2 separate regions of the Anas platyrhynchos genome follow, and region 1 is linked to region 2. A link is a contact called in public Hi-C data. All regions are on one chromosome and are shown on one strand. The core of a region is the stretch at or near the end of the contact, and the rest is flanking DNA. Distances in the headings are between cores, read along the strand shown. Region 1 overlaps TNS3 (tensin 3). Region 2 overlaps TNS3 (tensin 3).

Evidence for each region. A called contact is a pair of places that touch in the nucleus more often than the background predicts.
Region 1: a Hi-C map of skeletal muscle shows a contact between it and region 2, with 4 times the contacts expected there. The contact joins two enhancer-like sites. A contact is called at or near these places in 3 of 8 Hi-C or Micro-C datasets (F5 follicle, skeletal muscle and small yellow follicle).

The regions. Positions count from the first base shown.
Region 1 is chr2:105,990,912-105,998,065 of IASCAAS_PekinDuck_T2T, reverse strand. The region is part of intron 1 of TNS3 (tensin 3); the gene reads left to right. Among named protein-coding and RNA genes, the nearest start is that of TNS3, 43 kb to the left of the region's middle. Within about 2 kb of position 5,490, at least 5 of the 8 cell types and tissues checked have an H3K27ac peak or open chromatin away from gene starts, as enhancers often do. A contact at or near this core is called in F5 follicle, where this site is marked.
Region 2 is chr2:105,919,297-105,926,071 of IASCAAS_PekinDuck_T2T, reverse strand. TNS3 (tensin 3) reads left to right here. Exons shown (of 31, transcript XM_038173696.2): 4 at 1,207-1,248. Among named protein-coding and RNA genes, the nearest start is that of TNS3, 120 kb to the left of the region's middle. Within about 2 kb of position 1,916, at least 3 of the 8 cell types and tissues checked have an H3K27ac peak or open chromatin away from gene starts, as enhancers often do. A contact at or near this core is called in F5 follicle, where this site is marked.

The DNA.
Region 1 (7,154 bases), core at 4,241-6,740, 68 kb before region 2:
TTTTCTTACTTGAATTGGTAATCTGTCGTATTTTATTGTGCAACTGTGCTTTTAAAGTTGTTTCCTTGCACTGGTTAGAAACAAAACTGGACTTGCATACTCAGGCCTTGGTAAGTTTGGGGGTGGGTGGGTTGTGGTTGTCATGCGCTTGATATATTAAGGCAGATTTTCCATCGCCTGCGGCATATATTGTAGTGATCTGACACTGATACAAAATTAACATTGTCTTGCTTCACAGCGACTGGGTGTTCACCCTTTTTCCTTCCCTCCCTTTCTTGCGCATGCAAGGTTAATTACCCTGAGGGTACAGGCCTGTGTGATACCAGAATTAAAATAATGAATTGCTGGAGGCATAAGGTGACAGATTGATTTGCAGTAATCTAATGGGCAGGTGTGTTGATGCAGCCTGCTTCCAGTGGAATTTGAGGAAATTAAGCAGCCAGGGAAAGAGAAGATGCTGTTGTCTTTATATTTCCTTAAGCTATGTGGACACTCTTCACTCCTCCAGCTTTGGGTATAACAGAAAGAGGTTGTTTAATTCATTTGGTGTTGTACTTATTTGTGATTTTTGTAGAATGAAAAAGAGCGGTGGTGTTTGGAGAGTAGTCTGTTAGGTGTATGTATTCTGGATGTACTTCTAGAATTGTGTTGTTGTTTTTTTTTTTTTTTTTTTTTTTTTTAAATCTATTATTCTTGGATTGATTACTTGGATTGGTTGATACTGAAAGACAAGGGTGGGGTGCTATTTTCTCAGCCTTAACCACAGAAACAAACAAACAAAAGTAGAACTGAGGGCATCTGGGTTTTCTTCTTAGTTTACCGAAAGCTGTATGCTTGTGGATAGTGAAAAAGTATATGATGATGACTTTAACCTACATGCATATGGTTTTATTTTCAATTAAAACACTGTTCTTTATTTTCCCTTGAGTTAATTTTAGCTGGGTAAACTAGAATACTGCAATGTAAGTGAATGTATATTTCTTCTGTTGAAAAAAACATTAGAGCACATATAAAACTTTCAACGTACCATGCACCCTTTTGCCTACCATTTCCCAGACTCTCCGTTTTGTAAAGTACATTCCCACTGATCAGTAGAAGAAACGTATTTAAAGCAGTCTTTTTAGTTGAAGTAGAATGGGTTGGCTTTCTTCTTCCATAGGAAGTCTGTCTTTTTCTGTAGCTGCTACTAGTAGAATTAATTTGATAAGTTAAGATTAAAATTAAAAATGATAAAGAAAATATGTACTAGTGTGTAAGTTGTTGAGGGCTGACTGTTTTTGCGTAATATTATCTTGGTGAATATGAGGACCTCTGCAGAAATCTTTTCTCTGGCAGTGTTCCTTTGCACCAATTTAAAAAGTAAAACCTATTGCACTTTCTCTAAGCAAGCATCTCAAACTTTTTTTTTTTTTTTTTTTGCTAGGCTTCCTCCTGTCCAGATAAGGCCACTTTTGTCTAAGTAACTGGATTCATTCTGCTTAATACATTTTTATTTTTTTAAGCCTCAGTTCTGTTTCTGTTCTGGTGATTCAGCAGGTGGGTGCTGCTGAAAATGGCCCAGGGAACATTTCCATCTGGCTTGCCACCTTTTTACTGGAGGGGATGAGGAGAGCTTAGACAGCTGTGTGGCACCTTCTGTGCCTGCTGCTCAGTATCAGGTTGCTGTTGCTTCTGCTCCTTGCAGATGTGACTATCTTCTCCTATTGTCCTCTGTCTGCTGCAGTCCTTTGTGCTGCCTAGCTTAAGTCCTAAAATCGTGGGCCAACTATTCCCCACAGGGCAGCAGCTGGATTTGTACTGGCCAGTGAGTATGGCTTGCTGCTATCAGGGAGAAAACTTGGTATCTGGGAGAGTCGGGGGGAATGGAAGGCATCTCATAGGGAAGGGGAGGGGAAAAAAGTTGATTTTAGGATCTGTGACTAGTAAATACATTTACTCATTTAGTAAATGAGTATATGCTGAGCCAGGAAGATACCATAGCACTGTGGGATGCCCATCTTGACGCGTGGAAGCGAAGGAGAGTAGGAGCTTGAACCTGAGTCTTCCACATCAGGAGAGTGTCCTGACGTAAAGGTCCTGTGGTCTTTTGTGTCTATGCTGTGTGTGCTGGTTCTCCCTCTACCAGTTAGGTAGTTAAGTGTGAAGTGGAAGAGCTGCACCAGGAGAGACTGACAGAGGCAGGTTTTCTGGTCTGGCATAGCTCAAGCATTCCTGGTTGTTTGATACCAAGATTAGTCCACTAGATGTTTCTTCTGGAGGTGGGATTGCTTTTTAACACCCAGTTGTAATGGGTTTCCTTTTTTTATGAGTGTTTTGATCTGTACCACATTGTGGGCATCCTTGTTTTCTGTCCTTCCTGGGGCTAGTAAAGAGGAAGACATGATCTGTGTTCACAGCCTTATGTGAGTTTTCCCCAAATTGCAAAGGAAATATGCATGGAAACACAACTTCTGTGCACACAAGCTTTTGTATTCGTTTAGCTTTAATGGTTAATAGATGATAGTGGCTTGTTACAGGATGCAGCCAATGTCCTGAAAATACTCCAAGAGCAAAGAATATCTCTGGGGGGTATTGTGTGCTTGTACACCTGGGAACATGTGATTTCCTGAACATGTGTTTCAGGTTTTGTTTACTTTGTATATCTGGGCCTTCCTACAGTGTTTGCAATCCAAATGTAATTTTTTTTTGGACTGTTGACATTGTATTTTTGCCAGGGTATGGGTAATTTGCCTTTTATTATTTTTAAAGTATATATCAAGAAATTTCAGCTGCCTGGATTTTGGTAACACTGTTCCCTTTGGGTTTGACGAAGGAGTTGTTTGATTTTAATTTATAAACATGTAGCCTGTTGCTATGGTCAAGAAGTGGGAGCCTGGAACCTGGGTATGGTTAAATTAATTGTTGTTGATTTTGATATTGAACCAATTTGTGTTTTTAAAACAAACACAACCAGAAAACTCAGAAATACTTCGGAACACAAGGTGTCTCGCTATTTAAAAATAAAACTTTCCCGAGGTATGTTAGTATTCTTGCAGCTATCAGCAACTTTAAACCTTCAGAGTTTCTTTTTAGTTGATGTGGATTTGATTTGGGAGGTCAAAAAATCAAGTACAACTAATGTTTTTATTTATATATATATATATATATATATATATATATATATATATATATATATATATATTTTTTTTTTTTTTTCCTGCAGCTTCTGGGAAACCTGGCATTTCCAGTGGGATTAAACAGATTTAGGCATATACTACAAAACTCTGTGGGGAGGATGTAGTTTTTAAGTAGTGGTCTGTATTCTAGCTAATACATTTCTAGATAATAGACTTCAGCCATAACACAAATTGTTATTAATTTATTTGTTAAAATTCATCTATGCTTTCTCCTGGCTAGATCAAATGCTGTATTTTTGAGCTCTAATTTTATAAGTATCTAAAAATTTGCTGCTCTGTCTTGGCTGCTCTTTGGCTATGGCTTGTGGAAAGGAAGATGGTATTTTTTTAAAAAAAGTGAGCAATGCACTTTTGTATTTAGAAGTGCATCTCCCATCCATAAGTAAAACATGATATGTAAATATTGTCAAGTTTATGCACTTCATTTATATGTTGTGACTGACAATAAAATTCTGAAGTCATTTTCAAAAAGTTCTGCGTTTTGTGCTTTATGAAATCCTGCAGGTGTTCTGTTTCAGCAGATGCTCAGCAATGGCCTTGCTGCAGCTTGAATCCAGCTGTTTTGCGTTATTTGCAGAGTGTGTCGTGTTCTGTAGTATTTTTATGGATAGCAGTATTCCTTTACTATGTTATTTCTTTGCCTTATGTATCACGGTTACTTAAAATATTTTGGAGTCATCCTGCCGCTCCATTGTCTGTGAGATGTGTAACATATGTATGTGTGTAGGCTTGAGTCTTATGTGAATGTCCGTCTGTCTGTAGTGAATTTCATGTACTTTTCAAGATGCTTGATTATGGAAAGGAGGGAATATTTTTAATGTAAGCTTCCAGCTAGGTTTTATTCCATGGAGTTCAGCCCTTGAGGCTTAAAAATTTTGTTCAAAAAGAAACCAAACAAAACCAAAAAAACACCTTTGCTGATACTCTTCTGCTGCCTCCTGGGATACACTTCACTTGTGGTGATTTTTTTTTTTTTTTTTCAGTAAGCACAGGAGTTTCTCGAAACAGCGGCTTTCCTTTAGAGCAATGTTCTTGTTTTTAGAGTTGAAGAGTGTCATGGGACTTACAGTCTCTTTGGAGAAATCAGTCTCTAGAGGAATGCCAGAAACCAGCCAGAACTCCATCCCCCATGAAGTGCAAGAGGAGCATGCACAAACTTTGTCTTTAGCTTTGAGTGTTCATTTTTCAGATACATTTCTCTGCTGTGAAAAGGAATTTTGAAGAAAATGAATTTTTAAAAATACTGTTTTTATCTTTTATTTCTATACAACTGTAACACTTTGACTGTTTGCTGTGGTTGTGCATGCTGTTGCTCTCAGCTTTACTTTGAAATGCAGATATTCATTCTGTCCTGAGGAGGTAATAGCCCTTCTTTTTGTACATTAGGGGAATAAAGATTGTCAACGAGCTCATCTTTCCTGAAGGGTAGAGAGAGGGTAGTTCATGAGGCACCCCAGCTCTGATTGCGGCCTGAAGGATGTAGTGCTACTGTGGTGGTTTTACCTTGCTAGGCAGCTGAACTCCACCACAATTGCTCTCTCCTTCCCCCTCCTCAAAAGAGGAAACATGGAATCATTAACATTAGAAAAGACCTCCAAGATCATCTGGTCCAAACTTCCCCCTGCTACCAATGTCACCCACTAGACCACATCCCTAAGCACCATGTTCAACCTTTCCTTAAACACCCCCAGGGATGGTGACACCACCACCTCCCGGGGCAACCTGTTCCAATGCCTGACTGCTCTTTCTGAGAAGAAATGTCTCCTCATTTCTAATGTGAACCTCCCCTGGTGTAACTTGAGGCCATTCCCTCGAGTCCTATCACTAGTTACCTGTGAGAAGAAGCTGACCCGCCACTCCCCACACCTTCCTTTCAGGTAGTTGGAGGGAGCACTAAGGTCTCCCCTGAGCCTCCTCTTCTCCAAGCTATACAACCCCAGTTCCCTCAGCCGCTCCTCACAGGACTTGTGTCCCAGGCCCTTCACCAGCTTCACAGCCTTTCTCTGGGCATGTTCTGGGGCCTCAATGTCCTTCTTGTACTGAGGGGCCCAAAGCTGAACGTAGTATTTGAGATGTGGCCTCACCAGAGCAGAGTGCAGGGGGATGACCACCTCCCTGGTCCTGCTGGCTACCTATTCCTGATATAAGTCAGGATGCTGTTGGCCTTCTTGACTACCTAGGCACACTTCTGACTCGTATTCAGGTGAGCATCAATCAGGACCCTCAGATCCTTTTCCTCTGCACAGCTTTCCAGCCACTCTCCCCTAAGCCTGTAGCATTGCATGTGGTTGTTGTGACCAAAGTGTAGGGCCCAGCACTTAGCCATGTTGAACCTCGTCCCGTTGGCCCTGAAGAAGAAATAAACAATTCAAAGGTTAAGATAAGGATAATTTAATTAAAGGAAAAATATTTAAGGGGAAATTAAATAATTTAACTAAAGGGAAAAGGGGGGGGGTAAAAAAAACACACACAACAAACAAAACAACAAGCAAAGGCCATGTGGAAGCACAGAGAGAGTGGAAAGAACTTTTTATCTGCTTCCCACCAATGAGCAATGCTTGACCATGTCCTTGTAGCAAGGCCTCGATATGCGTAGCCATTGGGAGGACAGACGTTTTCATAATAAGAGCCCACTCCTCCCCTCTCCTTCCCTTTTTCCACCTTTTTTTTTTTTTTTTTTTTCTCTGAGTGTGACATCATATGGTATCCCTTTGGTGCCCTGGTGGTGTCCCCTCCCCACCCATTACACACCCCCAGCCTGCTGGCTCTTGGGAGGAGGTTGGAGGGAGTCCTGATGCTGTGCCAGTATCGCTTAGGAATAGACAAAAACACTGCTGTGACACCAGTGCTGTTCTAGCTACACATGCAGAGCACAGCATTGTATGGGCTGCTGCAGGGAAGGTTAACTCCATCCCAGCCAGACCCAGTTCACCAAGAAATAGAACTTGGGAGCTAGCTGGGGAAGAGTGGTGGGAATCAGCTGTGACATCTGGAATCTGCAAGTAGAGAACAGTAGTTCTGAGGAAAACAAGGCCTGAAATGTTGATTCTTGGCCTAGTTTTAAGATACAATTCCTGACTACTTTCATAATATTGTGGTTAAAGAAAGATGCTGCCAGAAGTAGCTGGTAAGTAATCAGAAGCATCTTTGAGAACTGTTTTTTTTAATGGATTTTGCTTATTTGGGAAGGGGAAAACATCTTGTCATCCCTTGTTCAATGAATTAACACTGTGTAATCACCCATTTGAGCTGGTTAGTACCGTATGCCTGTGCTTTTAGTGAAACTTTGTGTTCCCTGCAGATGTGAGATTTTATTAAAATATTATTCTGCTCAACAGAGATAATGGTTAAACTGAGCCGGTATGAAATGTGAGCAATGTATTTTCTTCAGTTTAATATATTTTGATAGAAGAATGTGATGAGTAATTTTTGGAGCACAGACTGAAATTCAAGCAAAGTAGACTGCTGTTATATATTCTCCTTGTCAGTGACTCATTCAGATACGGTCATCAGTAACATAGCTTGAAATTTAAAATGATACGCAATGAGAGTTTGATACTTGGTCTCTCTGGGATTCATTTTCTGTCTTCTCGGAGGCAATAAGAGTACCTAGCTTTTGGAGAGCAACTTCAGGTTCTCAGCTGTAATCTGCGCGGAGATACCCATTGTTACTTAACCATATGGAATTATGTATCTTGTGCTTAAAGCAGGGCTGTAGGTCTTGCTGGTATAAGAGAAGCAAGCTTTAAAGTGGCAGAAATTGAGATTCCTTTCAAACTTTTGGAAGAACTGGAATGCCTTATCTCTAGAGAGTCAGGCCCTTGCCAGTGAGAAACTGTTTTCTCTTTATGAACTCTGAAGCCTGATAGTACTTCTGAATCGTGTTTCTATGCTTTCAGCTTCCAACCTGACTACTGTGAATTTCATTAATTTCCTGGACATCCTTGAACAACTTCTTTCTTTGAGTCTTTCAAGGTA
Region 2 (6,775 bases), core at 667-3,166:
ATACCGAGGTGTGTGGTGTGGTTGATACACTGGAGGAAAGGGATGCCATGCAGAGGGACCTTGACAGACTTGAGTGGTGGACCTGTGCAAACCAGAGGATGTTCACAACCTGATTTAGTGGTAGGCATCCCCCATGGAGGGGTTGGGGGTGAAACTACATGAACTTTAACATGTCTTCCAACTCGAACCATTCTGTGGGGCATCCACAACCTGTCTTGGCAGTTTGAATGCTTCAGTGTCTTCTGAGTGAATTGTTTTTTTTCTCACAGATTTTGAAATTGTCTTTTGAAGTAATATTTCGAAGTTGTTAAACATTATATATTGCTTTATGCACAGTAGCCTCTCTTTCTAGATGTGTGGAACAGAACACACTGAAGTTTGGTGCAGTTTTATATAGCACCAATTTAGTTCCAGTGTTACTTCATTTGGCTGAGTGTTTTTCAAGGTGAAATAGTTCTGTTGTTCTCACATGATACTGAATGATGAAATCCCTAATCTAGGTTATTTGCTTTTATGAAATGCCAAATCTTGCCCTTGTTGAAGTCTAAAGCAAGACTCGAGGTCTTTTTACCTGATCTTGCCAATGTACTTCCCTATTCCATTATGTTAATTTCATGCCAATTGGAGAGTCATAATTAAAAAAGCACGTACTGATGGTTGTACTTCTGGTGATTATTTTTTTCCAGTTAGATTTTCCTATTAGCGAATTGGCTAAACTTCTTAAAAGGTTTGCCTTAAATTTCAACAGATACAACTTAATGTGTTTTAAATCTGCAAACAGATTTTTACATTGTACTTAAAGACTGAGCCAAGATAATTCACTTTATCAATAACCCACACAAGTGTTCTTTTCCATCAAAAAGCATAGAATGAGAAATTGGAAAAAAATAAAAGAGGAAATGCACAGCATAGCTTTCTCTATGTATTCTGTAACTTGGAGTAAAGCACCCTCAGAACGTTGGTTTACAAAATCTGAATTAACATCTGATGATGTTAATCTGAATTTTACATCTGATGATGTAAAATCAATTTGTTTTCCATATCTGTTTGAAAGATAGTTTGGTTGTTAATGCTGTAGAATGTGTGTGTACTTCTGAATGATTCATTTATTTTTTTTAATTGTGTGAATATGTTAGAAGGAGATTTCTTATATTTTAGCTATCTGGAAAAATAAAGTCCATTTTGTGCATTTTTCTCATTTTGCAGGAAAACAACTTTGAGGCCTTTAAAAGTCATGTAACCAGAACTGTAAGTAATTTTATTTATTTTTCTTTTGCTTGGCCTGCTATTTTCCTTTTTGTTATTGCTTGTTTTATTACATCCTTACAAAGTGTTAAATGCTAGCTCTTTTCAGGGCATGCTCTTTGGCTTCTACACTGTGTAAAATTGTCTCTGGTATTCCTTATGTGCTCTCTTCCCCACCTCCCCCATTTTATGCATGAACAATGAAATGAACTTTGTGATCTTGTTGTGGTTCGAGCATGGCAGGCAGCCAAGTACCACACAGCTGCTTTCTTACTGTCCCCAGGTGGGATAAGAGAGAGAATCAGACAGGTAAATAAATCTGAGAAAACTCATGGGCTGAGATAAAGAAGTTAACTATGTAAAGTAACAGCTGCACATGCAAACAAAACAAAACAAGGAATTCATTTGCCACTTCCCATCAGCAAGGAGATATCCAGCCACTTCCGGGAAAGCAGGCTCATCACGTATAATGGTTTCTTGAGAAGATAAATGCCATCACTCTGAAAGTGCTCCCTTCCTCCTTCTTTACCCCAGCTTTTATTGCAGAGCATGATGTCATACGGTATGGAATATCCCTTTGGTCAGTTTGTCCTGGTCCTGGGTGTCTCTCCTCCCAGCAACTGGCAGGACAGCATGAGAAATAGAGAAGTCCTTGACTCTGTTCAAGCACTGCTCTGCAACAACAAAAAACATTGTTCAGTTATCACTGCTATTGTCATCAAAAATCCAAAGCACGGAATCATACAAGCTTTTACAAAGAAAATTAACTGTATCCAAACCAAAACCATAACAGTTCCTTTATCTAAGTCAAGCAGAGGAGAATTAAAGAGAAATACTAAAATGTTTGTAGACTGGTCACTTTTAGAGGGGTTCAGGAATTCAAGAGGCTTTTTTTCAGCAAGAACAGTTTAAAGTTCTTCTATTGTGGTCAATATGTAATCAATCTTTTTGCATTTATTTGTTCAAATGTGCCACACTATTTACAAAACAAATTAGATGTTCTTTACCAACTCTTTGTTATTATTGCTGGTGTAGTTCCAGTGGTACAAGAAATAATAATATATAAACTGTAGTGCAATAGAACCTAAGTTCTATTTTAAGTTCTAAGTTCTACCTTCTAAGTGATGTAGAAAATTCTGCGAATGGGAATTATTCAATATTTTAATACTGGTATCACGTATGAATATATTTCTAGCACAATTTCTGTGAAATAAGTAAAACAAGGAAGGAACAAAGGTCTTTTTGAGAACCTTTGCAGTTATGTTTTATCAGAGATGCCAGGTTTCTCTGATCCTGAAATAAATCATGGTAGATAACTATAGTTAACTATCTGTTAACTGTGATGCAGGTATTTGATTCACCGCTGTAAGTTGAAGTTGGCATTTAAAAAGGAGCAAGGGTAAAGACTTAAAAGACATGCGGCCTTCACCAATTGATCGTTAAAGAGCAGCTCTCTACTGCAATAAATGAGCATCTATTTCACTGTGTTTGTCTTGCATGTTGCACTTTTTTCCAGTGTCATCTGTGGTTCAGTGCTGCAGGCTTCTTCTGGTGTCGCTCTTTGCATACTGTGAAGAATTCTGATCCTTGACTACCTATGTAGGCAGGAAACCATCACAAAGACTTTGTTGTTAGTAGTATAGTTTGTTTATTTGGGGTGGCAATAATGTTTTTTGTACAGCCAAAGTATTCTCTATCCACACTGGATGCATACTATTATCCAGTGTTTTCTTGTAAAGTTGCAGTAATCTTCAAGTTACTAGGTCATATTTATTGAAAACAGCTAAAATACCTAGTGACAAAATTTTGTCTATTTGCTTTGTTCTTCTTTTTAGACAAATCACCTAAAAATAAATAAAAAAAAAAAAAACAGAACAGAACAAACTTCTTTGTTACATGCATGTGACTAATTGGTTTTGATAGCTGTTTCTAATATAAGAAATGTGAAGCAAAATAATGAGACATATTGTGAGGAAAATCTTTTTTGTTGTTGTTGTTTTTAGTAGGAAGTTGTTAGCTTAATTTTTTTACATCTGAACACACTGGAGCTTTCTCTTTGTAGTGGTAGCTTACTAGACAAGCGAAGATGTTTCTCCTCCCTTTTTTTTTTTTTTTTTCTGTACATGTGGTAGCTCATGCACAGCTAGCAATTTTGAAGACAGTCTTAGTGGCAAGCTATGTGTTAGTGGCAAGATGCAGGTGGTGCCTTGATGGGGCTGTTGCAGCTCTGGTTCTGTGATCCATAACTGTAGCTCACACCCTGCAGCTCCCTCCTGCCACTGGTCAAGGTTGAGTGATGCTAGTTGTGCCTTTGTGAGAACATATTTAAGAAAGGAAAAAATAGCTGCACAACAGCTGTTTTGGTGTGGAGCAGGAGGTCTGGTGGAGCTGCTGTACATGGGGGACCCAGGTTGGAGCAGTGTGCTCCTGATGGATGGACCCCATGGTACGGACCCATATTAGAGCAGTTTTTCAAGAACTGCAGTTTGTGGGAAGCCCACACAAGATCAGTTCAGGAAGGACTGCATCCTGTGGGAGGGACCCCGCACTGAAGCAGGGGAACAGGGTGAGGAGGAAGGAGCAGCTGAGACAGTGTTACGGATTGACCACAAATCCCCTTCCTGTACCCCTGTGCCACTCAGGGGGAGAAAGTAGAAGTGGGAAGATAGGGGGAGGGAACGTGTTTTTAGTTTGCTTTTAGTTCTCACTGTTCTGGTCTGATAGTAATAGACAGTAAATTATATTAGTCTCCATATGCAGAGTCTGTTTTGCCTGTAGTGGTTAATTGCTGAGTGATATCCCTGTCCTTATCTCAACCCATGAGGTGTTTTTTCATCATATTTTCTCCCCCTGTTTCTTTGAGGAGGGGGAGGAAGAGAATGGTTGTAAAAGAGCTTATCTTAGCTAGCCAACAGTGTGAAAACATCACACGTTCTTGTTCTTTTTTTTTTTGTTGTATTAATGAAATTGAAAGAGACTGCTTTAACCCATCTGAGCCTTCTTTGGCTCTGGTGTTTCTTTGTTCTTTCATCTCCTTTCTATCTTGTTTTGTAACATCTGGTCCAGGAAAGAAAAGTTATATTGCTTTCTCCCAGCAATGTGGCTACTAAAAAATATTTCTAACGGCAGCCCCTACTGCTTGGCAGGAAAGCTGTGTAAACATCAACATAGAGGTTTGGGCTTGAATTCTAGATAGTGTCAGAGCCAAAATTTTGTTACATTTTAATATTGACATATTAAAAACAAGAAAGCAAGGCTTCTTGGTTCAACTAAAGGCTGACAGAAGTGATTTGTCTCTTTCCAAGAATTCTGTCCATCAGCACATGTAATTTTCTGTTAGTAAAGGGCTAAGTTATGGATGAATATCTGATTCAGTTTGCATCTTCAGCAAGGTCAGACAAACTCAGGAGATCTACTTCTGATCTGTTCTTCTGCCACCACATTCTTTTCTTTCCACTGTAGATACCACTGTTGTTTTTAGAGAATTAGGAAATAGAGCACACATACAGGAACTTTGTGTTAAGAGTCATTGAGCCATGCTGTACAGGAATTCTGCAGAGCCTCATCCTTAATGTAGTAGGTGTAAATTAATGTAGTAATTTACATTACTTGTTGCATACCCTGTTCTGTCTGCTGTGCTTAATTGAATTGCCTGTGGATAGTATTCATTCAGGAAACTTGTTCAAACCTCTGAAGTAATTATGAAGCTGTGCTACAACCAGAGCTGGAACACATTTCAGTCAGTTGAGGTAAATTCCTTACATAATAGTCAACATAATAATACTTAAATACAGACATAGTAAGTTTCCCTTATGTTTGCAGTGGAACTTTGGTCTTGTAGAGAGCTATGTGAAACAGCTCTAAGATTAGAACTGTGCCTTGGGTGAAAGTTTACATATGGGCAATGTCATAGAAGAGGGATGGTGAAGTGTGTAGAACTCACTTCTTGCTATATGGACTTTTACTTCCTTGGGGAAGTAAATCTAGCTACGTAAGGCTTGCAAAGCTACCTTTGCTATCTTTTCTGCTTTCTCTGTATACAAGCTAAGGGGTTCCTTACAACTTGTATAGAAGTCATCTTTGCAGCAGCTTTAAATTAATCTAAGGAGAGGTGATGGAAGTAGCAATATGGTCTGTCTTTGTAAAAGAAATTTGTCAAATGCATTTCCCCTGGAAGAAGAATGGCTTTTTCTGTATTCCCAGTGTCACACAGCCTCAGGAAGGGAGAACAGTAAAACACCTTGTGATTGCTAGTTTTCTTCTGAAAAACTTCTGCTTCTCTGGTTCCCAAAATAGTAAATGACAGTATCGAAGTGTTGGTGAATTTTCTTTCTGAGTGATTGCTGGATGATTCCCTTGCTGGGTGAATTCTATCTTGTTGATCCTAGCCTTTTAGATATTCCCTCTGAGTAACCTTATTATTGAGTTACCTATGAGCAGCATTGTGACCTACGTTCATCTGTTGTCAGCAGATACAATGAGCTGTCTGTATTTTGCATCACTTTTTTGTTTTAACTAATACAATAACATATAATATAGTGCTGTGCATTTTCTAGTTTTGACATAATGGTCTGTATTAAGGGAGATACGCACATTGCTTCCTGGTGAGATCAAACTCACCTGGATCTCTTAGGCTCACAAAACAGACCATTGTCATCTGCCTTTGGAGGAGCCTGCAGACTGGTGCCGTGTCTCGGCACTGCTGTGTGCCAGCAGTTTCATGCATTTGCAGCCTGAGCATACTGATCTGAAATTAACTCAAAAAGAGTAAAATTTAAATAATAATAAAAAAAAAACAGAGAACATGGAAGTGTGAGACTCTTCCTGCATAAAAGGGGGAAACGGGGCAACAGAGAAGAGTGTGAAATAAATTACATTTGTCAGAAATGAGGTCTGTATCTTGATTAGCTCTTAAAAGAGAAACTCTGGCCTTCTTTGCATTGAATTAGTGCACAGCGTGTGCCTGAATGAGAAAAGCAGGAAGTTGAAATAACGAGCAAAGGAGAAAAATAAGAGGCTAAAGGTTGGGAAGAGAAACCAAAACATTTTGAATCTCACTGGAGACTTAGGAATATTTTTGGAAAGATCATTCATTGCTACCAGGCAGTATATATTAACCACAGAAGACAACTGTATGTTAACAGCTTAGGAAAAAGATCATACCTACAGATAATTGTAATCAATGTGTGTATTGTGGCTAGTATGATGCTGCTTCAAGGACATCTGTTATGTTAGAGTTACCTGAATTTTAACTTTATTGTTCATTCCTGTTAGTCAGCTCCTTTTCATTCAGGCTAACATACCAACCCTTCTGCTGAGGAGTAAGAAACACAGTGCAGTTGTTGTTACCAAAAAATGGTAATATTTTGAGGCATTTGGAAAATGTCTCATAGCTTGATACTGATTAAGAGTGTCTAGCTGGTGTAGAGAATTTACTATGGCAGAGTCAGAGCTTTGCAGCTTTTAGCAAGAACAACAGGAACACACTGCAAACAGTTTTGCAGACTCATCATGTTGGATCTGTGAATTC